Regions from separate parts of the Rattus norvegicus genome. Here region 2 is linked to region 1. A link is a contact called in public Hi-C data. All regions are on one chromosome and are shown on one strand. Each heading gives the region's core, a stretch centred on a gene start, on an enhancer-like site or on the middle of the called end of the contact. The rest is flanking DNA. Distances are from core to core; before and after follow the strand shown.

What was found. Hi-C and Micro-C count contacts between places; a contact is called where the count stands out from the background.
Region 2: a contact with region 1 is called in a Hi-C map of liver, with 4 times the contacts expected there. The contact joins the promoter of Crim1 here to the enhancer-like site in region 1. A contact is called at or near these places in 2 of 12 Hi-C or Micro-C datasets (the A7r5 cell line and liver).

What each region holds. Positions count from the first base shown.
Region 1 is chr6:22,494,324-22,500,208 of GRCr8, reverse strand. All of the region lies in intron 7 of Crim1 (cysteine rich transmembrane BMP regulator 1), which reads left to right. Among named protein-coding and RNA genes, the nearest start is that of Fez2, 90 kb to the right of the region's middle. Within about 2 kb of position 3,113, at least 23 of the 93 cell types and tissues checked have an H3K27ac peak or open chromatin away from gene starts, as enhancers often do. A contact at or near this core is called in the A7r5 cell line and liver, where this site is marked.
Region 2 is chr6:22,620,220-22,626,104 of GRCr8, reverse strand. Crim1 (cysteine rich transmembrane BMP regulator 1) reads left to right here and starts at 3,689. Exons shown (of 17, transcript NM_001169103.1): 1 at 3,689-4,540. The coding sequence starts at 4,210.

The DNA.
Region 1 (5,885 bases), core at 1,864-4,363:
CAAAAAGAACTAAGGCAGAAGCGCATGGAATGAATATGAGGTTTGCAGTTTAAGTACATGCATGAAGAGCCTTGCCCCTATCTTTTTAAAATCTAACTTTTTAAATGGGAAGGGCAAGGGGAATAGGCCTCATCTTTCCTGCAGTCCTCCATAACAGTAACTAACAGTACTTGCCCACCCACCACACACCAGGCCTGCATACAGTGAGAGCAGCACATCTGATCCCGAGAGAACCCTTCCTGCGGGTGCTAGGATTCCAACTTACTGTCACAGAATACATGGCCTGGGGGTTAACTCGCTCTAGGCCTCACAGCAGGCACATAAGCAACCCTGTGCCCTCAAAGCCCAGCCTCTGGACTTTGCACACACACACTTCCTCAGACAGTACACTGCACCCCAGAGAGAGGCCACATCCCTGGCGGGCCAGGAATTCCCTGTGTCCTTTTGAATTATTATGTGATGACTTTATGTGAGTAGATGAATGATGAATGAACAAACGGGCAGGAAGGAAGGAGCGAGAGAATGGAGTGGCTTAGCTGCCCTCCCTCCCCCGACCAGTTGAAGGAGGAACAACTTTGGGATGCTTGTTTGGAGTCAGAAGGCAATGTCACCTATGTCTGAAGCAGGGGGCCCATTGCTTCAGGTGGTTTGGGCCTGCCTGCTTCCCTGTGCATACTTGGGGGCTATGCTAAGCACACTGCTGTAGGCTCCATCCCACTGGTCGCCTGTTAGGCCTTCCAGGACTGGTGTGTAGCCTGCAGTTGCTTCTCTCCTGGCTCACCTCCTAGGGACCAGTTTCAAAGTTTCATTGAGGTGTCCCCAGGCTCAAGAGCCAAAGTCAAGCGCCCCATTTGATATATTTTCCTCTCGAGGCACACTGTGTACGTGCTGATATCTCACTGTAGTGTTACTCACGTATTTACACAGGCACGAGTGATACCTTTATGCCACACTAGGCATTTTTTTTTTAATAATTCGGGAATTTCCTTCTCATCCTGTCACATACATAAGCCGCCTCAGCCGATTGTTAATGTCATGCAGAACCTAAGGACAGGGTGAAATTTTCTTTAAAGAAAAATAAAACAGAAAACGTTTTTAATTGAAGGTAAACCAAAGCATCGAAGGAAACTTGACGCTAAGATTGCGATACACTTACTGAATAAGAAAGAAGATAGCTTCCCGGTGACGCCCAGTACAAGAGATAAGAATTACAGGGTGACTGGAAGCATTACCGTCAGCCCGTGTCTGCCGTCTCACTTTGGGTGGTAGTTGGCTCGCCCGGGTGAGCGCTATGACCTGAGTTTTCTCCTGGCTCATGAAGTCTATCCTGTGGGGACAAAGTGATGATTCCAGCGACCTTGAGGATTTTGGAGCCAACTCCAGAGTCTGTTGCTTTCCAAGAAGTAAGAACTGAGGTCACACTGTAGAAGGTGGTTGTTCACAGTGCCATTCCAACTGCCAGTGAGGGAATTTCCTCCCCTCTACATTCTTTGTTTTTCTCCGATACCAAAGCAAAATTCAGTTTTTGTCTCAGATCAGGTTGTCGAAGCTATTCATAGGTGTCCAAAGTTGACTACATGAGGGGCCCGTCTTATTATTCTGTCTTGTGATTACTTTTCGTGCAGTAAGTTCAAACAGTCTTGCTTGTAGAACTGTTATCAGACTGCTGGGTGTCACACAGACCCTGTAATTCTGATCACCTGGACTTAATAAACTCTTATAGAATAGGAAACACACACTGTATAGGCCCACCACCCCACCCCCACCCAATGCTCTGGATTTACGATGGAATGTGTTTAAGCCAGAAAACCAACTGTATTTTCATTACCTCCTGGCATTCTTGGAGGTCTTTCTCAAGGGCTCAGGGTTTCGCTGGGACACTGAGGATCAGATATTAGGCTTGTCTTTACCTGTACAGAGTTAGCCAGGCACTTCACCTCAGCATCAGAAACCCCACGCCATGCTCCTCCGACTCATTGGAGGTCTGTAAGCTGTCTGTGTCCTCTTCAACCTCACCCCTCACTGTCTGCAGGAGTGGTGCGTTCATGCTAGTGAGTGCTGATGATAGAGTTTGAGTCAAGCTGCCCTTCCAGTGAGATTTCAACCGGCTTGCCAGAAAAATTCTGTACCAGGCACATATCTGGGTGGGAATTCCTTGAAACAAGAAAAAAAATAAATGTTTCCAGCCCCGCCTTGGCCATAGCGTTCCTGGCCACACAGTATCTCAGTTGATTAAAGCTGCTGCTTCAGTAGTGGGGAGTGACGGATAGTTGGACTGACCCCCCCCCCAGAAGGGCAGTGAAGTCAGAGATGCCACAGAGTCACATGTCATTAACATTCTGCTACATTGCAGGGAATCAAAACTCCATCCATGGGTGGCAGTGCTTCAGTGCCATCAACGCTGCGATTAGTAAGCCAAGAATAATATAATATTTGTAATATCCTCAAGACTGTTAGGCACGCTGTTTCATCTTTTTTAACTCTGAATGTCCTGGAAATACACACCATAAATGGAAATTAAAATATAACTCAGTCTATTTTTCTGCCTGTCCAAATAAGGTCAGACGTTGGATGCCAAATGACCGCATATTACCCTGAGGTCTTAAACCTAAGGGCCAGAGCACTTCAGTCACGAGCTCTTTGGTACTTTTGGTTTTTATCTCTGATCATGTAAAATATCTTGAGATATTTAAACTGGTGTTCAAATGTAGATGAAATGGATGTAAAAGGCCCTCCCCATCACACTAAGTGTGTGTGTCAAATGTTATGATTTTTCTTTCCACAGCTATGCGTGGATATATTACGCACATCCCGCAAATGGCTCTCTAGTTGTTAGATCTTCCACATATAACAGGAGCTAAGCAGGTGTGAACCAACATGTGCAGAAGCCATTTAGCTGGCAAGAGATGTTTATTCTTGCTCCCAGCCAGGCGGCTGCTGTCCCACACCTACACCCTTGTGCCTTCCACTTTGCACTTGATTTGAATAAAAGTACCGGGGTGATCAAAGCTTTGCGGACACAAATGACTGTGATCCTTAAACTCCCCAACTGCTCAGTGCCTGAACTACTCAGATTTGCTCAGAGCTGATGCAGAGAGGCTCTGCCTCTAAGTTCCCAGACCCAGGAGTTGTGGCTGTTGAATGTTTCCTGGCTGAAGCAGCACGCAGAGATGAACTCCTCTGTGTCTGTCCCTCCCGTCCACCTCCCATACCTTAAACGGTATTATTGCTAAGAGCCTCGTGGTCTTCCTGGGTAAGATAATAATTGATCAGACCCGGCCTGCTAATTTTCATGTAATCAACAGAGGCAGGAAAGCATCGTCTGGAATGCGAACTATGTGAATGAAAAATATTTAGTCATTCTTGAAATGATAGGAATGTTTTTCCAACAAGCTTAAATAAACACGATCTCTTTTGAGCCTGTGTTTCAACTGCTTTTGGATAAGAGACAACTCTTAGGCAACCAAACAGAAGTTAATGAAGGTTATTAGGAGGCCTGCCCTTCAGAAAAGGCTTGGATTCTCTGAGAGAATCCCTACCCCTTACAGTAAAGGCTCAGTCAGGAACAGAACCGGCTCCCTTTGAGCTGTTGTCAACAAAAGGGGATTTGACATTTTAACTAGTAACCATGGTTACTAGTAACACGCTAGCAAAAGCATCATCTGACCTTCTTGTGATTAAAGCCCTCACCTTCACCTGCCACTTCTGTACGCCTCGGTTCTCAGGAAAGAACTGTCCTTGGCACACCTCTATTGAAAGCACCTAGTGGCACTGTCCCTGGGCTTGTGTTTCCTTACGGCTGTTGAGACTGCGAGGCCTGCTTATTTAGTGAAATTACCTTTGAGCAGAGTAGCACTTATCTAGTCAAGTGTTCCTCCTTTTTAAACGAATTATGCAAGCAACCCGGGCGCGTGTTCCAGGAGTTACAATGCCAAGGTTGGTTGGTTTGAGTTTGTCTGTTTGCTGCTGCTTTTCTGAGACTTGAACCCTTGCACATCCTGCAAACTGCCCTCTGCTTTCTGGACCCTGACTCTGAAGATTTACTAGGCTTTCGGGAAATAGCCAAAGCCATCCATGTCCGCATCTGGGGGGAAAAGAACAGGTGATCTTGCTCGGTAAAACTGTTCAGAAAAACTGAAAAGTGACGGTAAAATAAAGGTCCTTTGTCTTTCCGGTGACTCAGTAATTTGCTCGGTAAAGTGGCTGAGGACAGGTTCCAGATGGGATTTTTAGCATGAGCTGCATTTCAGCACAGGCATCTAGCCATTGGAAGTGGGTTCGTTTTATTAATAATACTTACCTGTAAGTACAGCTCCTGACTCCTTTCTTTAAAAGCATACCCATTCACCTACTTAGAGGCTTAGAGGCGTGGACTGAAACAGGTGCAGGTGTTTCCTCCAGCGTGGCTACAGATAAATAGAGCAAGATAACTTGTCTAGAGAAAGAATCTTCGAGGTAGACAGTGATCAGTACAACTTGGTTTTAATAATTCAGGCCTCTGTCCCCATTTAGGACGGTCCTGTTTTAGGCTGTTTCCAGGAACATTCTACAGCGCGCCTTACAAGGCCAGAATTAGTTCGTATCATGAGGGCTGTGATGGGAAACAGGGAACAGTCCCCGGGAGATGGCCTCAAAGGCTTAGTAGAATGTGGTCTGTGCTTTATCGGAATAAAAATAAATAAAATCTCATGCAAGTTTGATAGGGGCAGGCTGAAGAAAAAGGAGGGTCTCCTGAAGTAAGTTTCTTTCTGTCTCTGGATGTCCTTCAGTGGCTGCCAAGTTGGTAAAAAGTAGCATCAGTCAACATGTCAGCCTCTCAGATGTTCCCAGCATGCACTCCAGGTCAGGGGTTGGACTATTGGTCTAGGTTTTGTGAGGCTTTCTGTTGTTGTATTTGATGTTTGTTTGTTTGTTTGTTTGTTTGTTTGTTTGTTTGTTTGTTTCGAGTTGATTATCCACACTTTAGCCAAATTGTGACTTTGTCTTTATATCTCTAAGATGCCTGCTCACATGTTAAGTAGATTTTACTCTTGCACCTGAGAGATTGCCTGGATTCAACAGGTTGGTTTGAAACAGAGTCCACGTTAGGTATCTGAACCCTTTGAGGCGACAGAATTTATGCTAACTACCCATCAGGGATAAGATTTGTCAAGAGGGCTCCTGATCTTGGTTTGTACCAATATTAAACACATATAAGAAAATGCTTTCTCTTTGTGGACTCTTGATAGTCTTGTAGTGTTTAGGGTCTGCTTTTCACATGGTCTGCTACATCATTTGAGTTCATAAGCCACCCCCTCACCCAGCACCAGACCTCATAAAGCGTGTTCTGCACGCTTGTTCTCCTCTCTGGCCACAGCTTGTTCTGTGTGTATATGGATGCTTTGCCTGCCTGCATGCATGTGCACCCTGTGCGTGCCTATTGGGTCCCCTAGAACTGGGGCTATGGATGGAGGTGAGACGAAAGTGGGAGCTGGGAATTGAACACTGGTCCTCTACGAAAGCAACGCATGCTCTTAGCTGCTGAGCCTTCTCTTCAGCCCCCCTGTACCTGGGCTCATTAGAAACCATATTCATCCCTGATATAATTGGAATCTGCTGTACCCTCCTCCCAGGAGCTCTGTTTATGTGAGCATTTGTGTTTCAGACTCCTCTGTGTGCCTGGCCGTGGGCCTTGCAGCATGGCAGTAGTGGAAAGGCTGGAGACCTTTTGTCCTCTTTGGATACCTGTTGCTTTGCATAACAGCTCACAGCTTAAACGATTTAGAGAGACTCTCTTTGTTGGCAGGACTAAAATATGCTCAGAGATAATGAGCTATCAGTTTGAGATGTCCTTGGGTTTTGATTGTTCAGCAGGATCAGCGAGCTCAAATCCCCTCAAACCCATG
Region 2 (5,885 bases), core at 2,440-4,939, 130 kb before region 1:
CAGCACTCTGTAAAGTTGGCGTTCTCGTCTCCACTCTACAGAGGAGAGAACGGCTTTGGAATGCGCAGACACTGGTTTAAACTTGAACAAAGAAAGAGCGAGGATCTGGCGGAACCTTAAAAAGAGACCGTGTTCAGTGCACAGGTCTTGCTACCCAGTGAGTGCCTTGGAAGCAGCTGTTGTTCAATGGCACTGCGGATGAGACAAGAACCTCTCCCTTAAACCTGACGTACTGGATGGTGACAGCATGGCTCAGGCATTAGATCAAGAGCGGAAAAGTAGGTGACTAGGCCCTCAATCTAGGAGTTTAATCTCTATCTCTGAAATTATCTGATCGTAGACTTAGCGAGTATCCTTATATGGTTAGGCTAGCTAGGGCTTAGAAAGACAGAAGAATTGGGACAAAAGGAATTCCTGTTGTTGTCACCATGGTTTCCTGCGATATGGATACAACATTTTTTCTTAAATAAAACAAAGAAGTTTTGTCCCTTGTATTTCAATAATGCATGCATCTCACTCAAAAGCAAACGTCTTACTTTTTTTTTCTTTTCACTTCAGAGACACATCAACAGCATGAACATCCCAAAGAATGTGACTCCAGTAAGAAAGCTAGGGACAGGCTGCATCAGGCTCCTGAGTCTCCCACACTCTCTCTGTCTAGAGCACTCACTGTCCCACCTGCTGCTGGGCCCCAACTGGGCACTTTGATTTTCCCAAGGCGTCCCCGCTCTCATCCAACCTGCCCAGTGGCCAATAGAGGGCGGACTGTCTCTTCCCTCCAAAAGGCCATCAGAAAGTCTCCCTACTTTTGCTTCTAGGCTGCCCTCCCTCCACTCCCTCGGATTGGGAGTTACTTTCCAGACCCTCGCCTTGCCTTTCGCCTTTCACCTTTCCTGTGTGCTTTGTTTAGAGATGTCTGCTAAAACTCAGCTGGGTCAGAGAAAACGTCCAAGTGTCTTTTTGCGTGTAACTCTCCCTTTCAACTCACGCTTGTTCTCAGTATGGATCCCTCCAATTGGCTGACAGAGTTTGGAGCTCCTTAATAATTGTGTTATAAGGTGATCAACACTACAACCAGACACACTCAAAATATTGTAGAAAAGGGAATATGTTCAGGGAGAGAACCAGTAAACCACATTCCACGTAAGCTCTGGTTCTTACATTTTTAAGTGTCTTTCAGGGCCCGTGTCACCTTTCCCAGCCTACTTTCTAACTCAGTGCTCAGTGGTCATCATGCTTAGCTGAACTACCTACCCTCTTTCTTAAAGATGACAGAATCTCTTACCAATTAACATTGCCTCAGCTCATGGACACCTCCTCTCTTGCTGGATTCCTGGGAAGAAACGTTTTAACTTAGCTCCTAGCTCACATACGGGTCTTGGCTAATTAGGTAGAGCCATGGATTCTCACTTGCACTAATTACTGTATTCAAGATTCCTATTTACTTCAACGACTTGATTCTATGACAAATGACTACATTCCAGTCTATATTTTCTAAGCCTGTTAAACCTTTCTCTTCCTTATATCTATTTATTTGTCTACCTATAAAGTCTCAAGAAGGATAGGTAGAGGCCTCCATATTGTTGCTCGTCTATTCCAAGATCTGTGGCGTTTCCCAATTCTTAATGTATTGCCGTAAAAGGAAAGAATGGGCTCTTTAGACAAGGGTGAGGTCACTCTCCCGAGACGCAGTCTCTCTGCACTTTTGCCTCCCCTCTCTTTCCTGACCTTGACTTTTTCCCAAGTCTAACAACGTTATCTGCTGATGTTTTTAATGAAGTCTTTATTCCTGCATTTGAACAGAAGTTCAGATAACCTCTGCAGGGGTGGAAGAGATGTTTTAACGAGGTCCAGTGATGACAGCTTGTTGGCAAATTCCACGGTGAAGTTCTGGTTCCTCGTTGGGCACCAAGACACTAACGTTTATTATGTGTTCTAATATTTGGTTTTGCTAAAGGAAAACCTAGCAAGTTGTAAATGACTTCACCTTGTACTTTTACAGGGCTACAGGGTATGAGGACCTTTTAGAGAGGACCATGGAAAATGTGCCACAAATGCCTGGAGAATAGTCACCTCAATGACAGCTTTTAAGCCCCAAGAAAATGGGGTGTTCTCCCCCTTTGCAGTGTTGACGTTTCCCTATGCTACCCCCATCTTCAACAACCAGTCTAATTAATGAAACATTTCCTCTCTTCAGTATAAATGTCTTTAGTTTTCTGATGCCATTGGTAGGGGAATGGCACACTGGTGACTTTGGCTTTTTCTGTTGATGATAAACCAAAATATTCAGCAGAAGTACACATCTGTCTGACACGGGCAAGATCCCAAAGGCACCTTTGTGTCCTTTCTCCTCACGCTGGTGCCATTCACTTTTGTTCATTAGTCATGATGCCCCTGATCTAACTGGCTGCCACCTATCTGCAGCAAGACCATGTCAGGCAGCCAAGCCCACATCACACCTGCCCCAACACTAGGCTGGTATTCACATATGATCCTAGTCACTTTTTTATTTTTTGGCTGTTATTGTGTAAGGGGGCACGGAGGAAACAAGGAAAGGACCACTGGTTCTCTCCTGATGAGCGATCAGAGCTGTCACTGGGAGAATCTCCTCTGAAATCTACTAAAGAGAAATCCTCCACACGTGTACAGTTCCTCTTCAGTTGTTTCTTGGCTTATAACAAAGAATATTTTACTACCCGCCTTCCTTATTAATACATTCGTGATAAATGTTTTAGAGAAGAATAATGGGAGGAGGGAAAGCACCCTCCTCTTTAGCTCGCGAGCCTGAAAAAAAAAATAAATAAAACTGTCAGGTGGCATGTAAGGGTGCCTAGGCGCTTCCAGCCTAGCGTCATGTCAAGACTTGTAATCCACTATTGAGCCTTTACTCCAGAGAGGATTAAGCTCTGTTACTTTCCAGTCACCCCTCCCATGATACAGCACCTCCACACAGACATACAGAAGGTGGATCGTTAAAATTCAATTCAAGCTGCAGCCCTTCCCAACATTGTCCCGGCTCAGAATGTTTACCTAGACCATTTAAAGCACTCAATCCCACCAGCAGTTTCGCTGGAGAAGTCTCCAGGTTCCCAAGACTCCATTACATAATATCTTTTACAAAGTCTATTCCCAGCTCCAGTGGAAGATGGATTCTCGTCCAGTTTGCGGAAATTCCACGCGTTCGCTTCCCTTTCCTGGGCTTCGATCCGGCCAGTGCCCAGCCTAGGCTGCAGCAACAGCTCTCGCTAGGATCCCCGCCACTCTCTCAACTCAAAACTACCACCCCGAGGTGCAGCCGTCCCGCCCCCGGTGCTCCAAAGCTAGCCCTGGTGGCCCGGTGTCGGCGGGGGATCGCGTCGCTACGACTGTCTCGGATCCCCGGCCGCAGCGCGCTCGCGGGGCTGGGGCCCGAGCCCGGATGATCGGCAGCAGGGCCGGCTTGGTATGCTGGGCTGCGGAGGAAGGAGAGGGGGAGGAGGAGGAGGCGTGGAGGGAGGAAGGGCCGGGGCAGCCCCGGAGGGAGGCGAGGGGGAGGGGAGGGGGCTGGCCGGCCCGAGGGTGGGGGGGCAGCCAATGAGCAGCGCGCGGCGCGGGGAGGGCGGGGGGGGGGGGATGAGGTAGGATGGGGGAGGGCGCAGCCGGAGCAGCGGAGGCTCCAGCCATAAACAAGCGCCCGGAGGAGCGGCGCGGGAGAGAGCCGAGCCGGGCGCAAGGAACGGACGCCACGGACCTTCTGCTGAGCCACCGCGCCCACTCGGCGGCTCGGGAGGCGGGGACCGGCCCGGAGGCTGCGCTGCCGTCGTCTTTCCCCGGCGATCAGGAGCAGCGCGGAGGACCAGAAGGAGCCACCAGCCCTGCTTCGGAGCGGTGCGCAGCCACCGCCGCCGCCAGAAGTTTGGGTTGAACCGGAGCTGCCGCGAGGAAACTTTTTTTCCTCTTTTTCCCCTCCCGCCCGGGAGGAAAAGGAGGAGGAGGGGAAGCCACCCGCCACTGCTGCCGCTGGCGCCAACGCTCGTGGGCTCCGGGTCGGCGCGGCCCGCAGGGGCGGCGGGGGCCTCGCCCCGAGAGGGGAGGAGCGCCCCGGGGGCCCCTAGTGGGGCACGAGGACCGCGGGCTGCGGGTGCGGCGGCGGCGCGTGTGCCCCGCGCAGGGGAGGGCGCCCGCCCCGCTCCCGGCCCGGCTGCGAGGAGGAGGCGGCGGCACAGGAGGATGTACTTGGTGGCGGGGGGCAGGGGGCTGGCCGGCTGCGGGCACCTCTCGGTCTCGCTGCTGGGGCTGCTGCTGCTGCTGGCGCGCTCAGGCACCCGGGCGCTGGTCTGCCTGCCCTGTGACGAGTCCAAGTGCGAGGAGCCTCGGAGCTGCCCGGGAAGCATCGTGCAGGGCGTCTGCGGCTGCTGCTACATGTGCGCCCGCCAGAGGAACGAGAGCTGCGGTGGAGCCTATGGGCTCCATGGAGCCTGCGACCGGGGGCTGCGCTGTGTCATCCGCCCCCCGCTCAATGGCGACTCCATCACCGAGTATGAAGTGGGCGTCTGCGAAGGTAAGGCTGCCCTGATGCGCTCCCCCTCCCACCTGGCCGGCACGGAACAAAGTTTGCTTGAGACTTTTCCCAGAGGAGAGGGGGATCCCGGGGAAGAGGGATCGTCGCTGTCCCCGGGAGGGTGCCCTAGATGCCTGCTCAGGGACAGGCGAGGTTGGGCTGCGTGGGTGAGCTCCTCTGAACCCGCATAGACACACACACACACACACACACACACACACACACACACACACACACACAGGTGCGGTGATTCGGGCTTACGCTGGGTGGCTCTTTCTCGCCCCAATCAGGGGTGCCCTGTGCGGGGAAACACTGCGGAGTCTGGCACGCGCGAGACCCTCGGGGAGTCCGCCCCTGCCGCCCTGCCCGCATAGCGCAGTGTGGCACCGAGGGCGTACGCAGTCCGCGCTGCCGGCTTCTGATAGCGGAGTAGACCTGTGCTCTAGCCTGCACTCCCTATATGACTCTTGTTTTTTCTTTGCGCTCTTCCTTCACCTCCTTTTCCTCCTTCGCGTAATAAATCAGTTTCAGCTCGGGAATATGTCAGTCCAGGCGAAGTTACACATGGTGATTACTCATTTATTTGCCTATTGGAAACGGTCAAAGGCTTACTCTTCTGGGTGGCTAAAGGGAGTGGGGTGGGGAGCTGCACCTGGGTTGAAAAGTTATGGTTCACTACAAGAGGTTTCCTTTCAAGGGCCAATATCCGCGGGTTTCTAGAGCTAGGGCTGATGTCTTTTTGTTTGTTTGACAGTAGATTCTGCACTGTTTGCTTCACTGTGGTGCATCGTGCACCGCGGTGTGTGTAGATGTACTGAGGGTGGGGGCTTTGATAGTGGAGCCTCCCTGTTTCGGAAGCACTGTTGGGCCGAGTGGGCCTCCATCTATCTGCACATGGCTCTACTTCTGCCTCAAGGTGCCCGATTACGTTTAAGGTCTAGAGAGAAATAGTGAGTTCTTTTATTTTGACAATGGGCTGGATTGTCTGTTAAAAGTGGGTCCCTGCCTACTTAGAGATCAAACATTGGGCCCTCGATGCTGCTCCCGGTATCTTGCCAGGGATCAGGTCTCACTTGCAAGAAAGGACAACTGCACTCTGCCTTTACTGCTGTCAGTCAGCCCCTGGGACACGGGTTTATCGTGAAGCATCCTCTCGTGTGTGTGTGTGTGTGTGTGTGTGTGTGTGTGTGTGTCCACGCGCGCGCGATTATTTATTGAGCTGAGAGCTGGAAAGGACAAAGGTGGGTGTATTAAATGACTCCAGTGCTGTGGTAACTCTTTAAACACACATGCATGTATTTTTACCTGTGGTTTTAAGGTTTTGGACAGTTGTGGGAAATCAGGG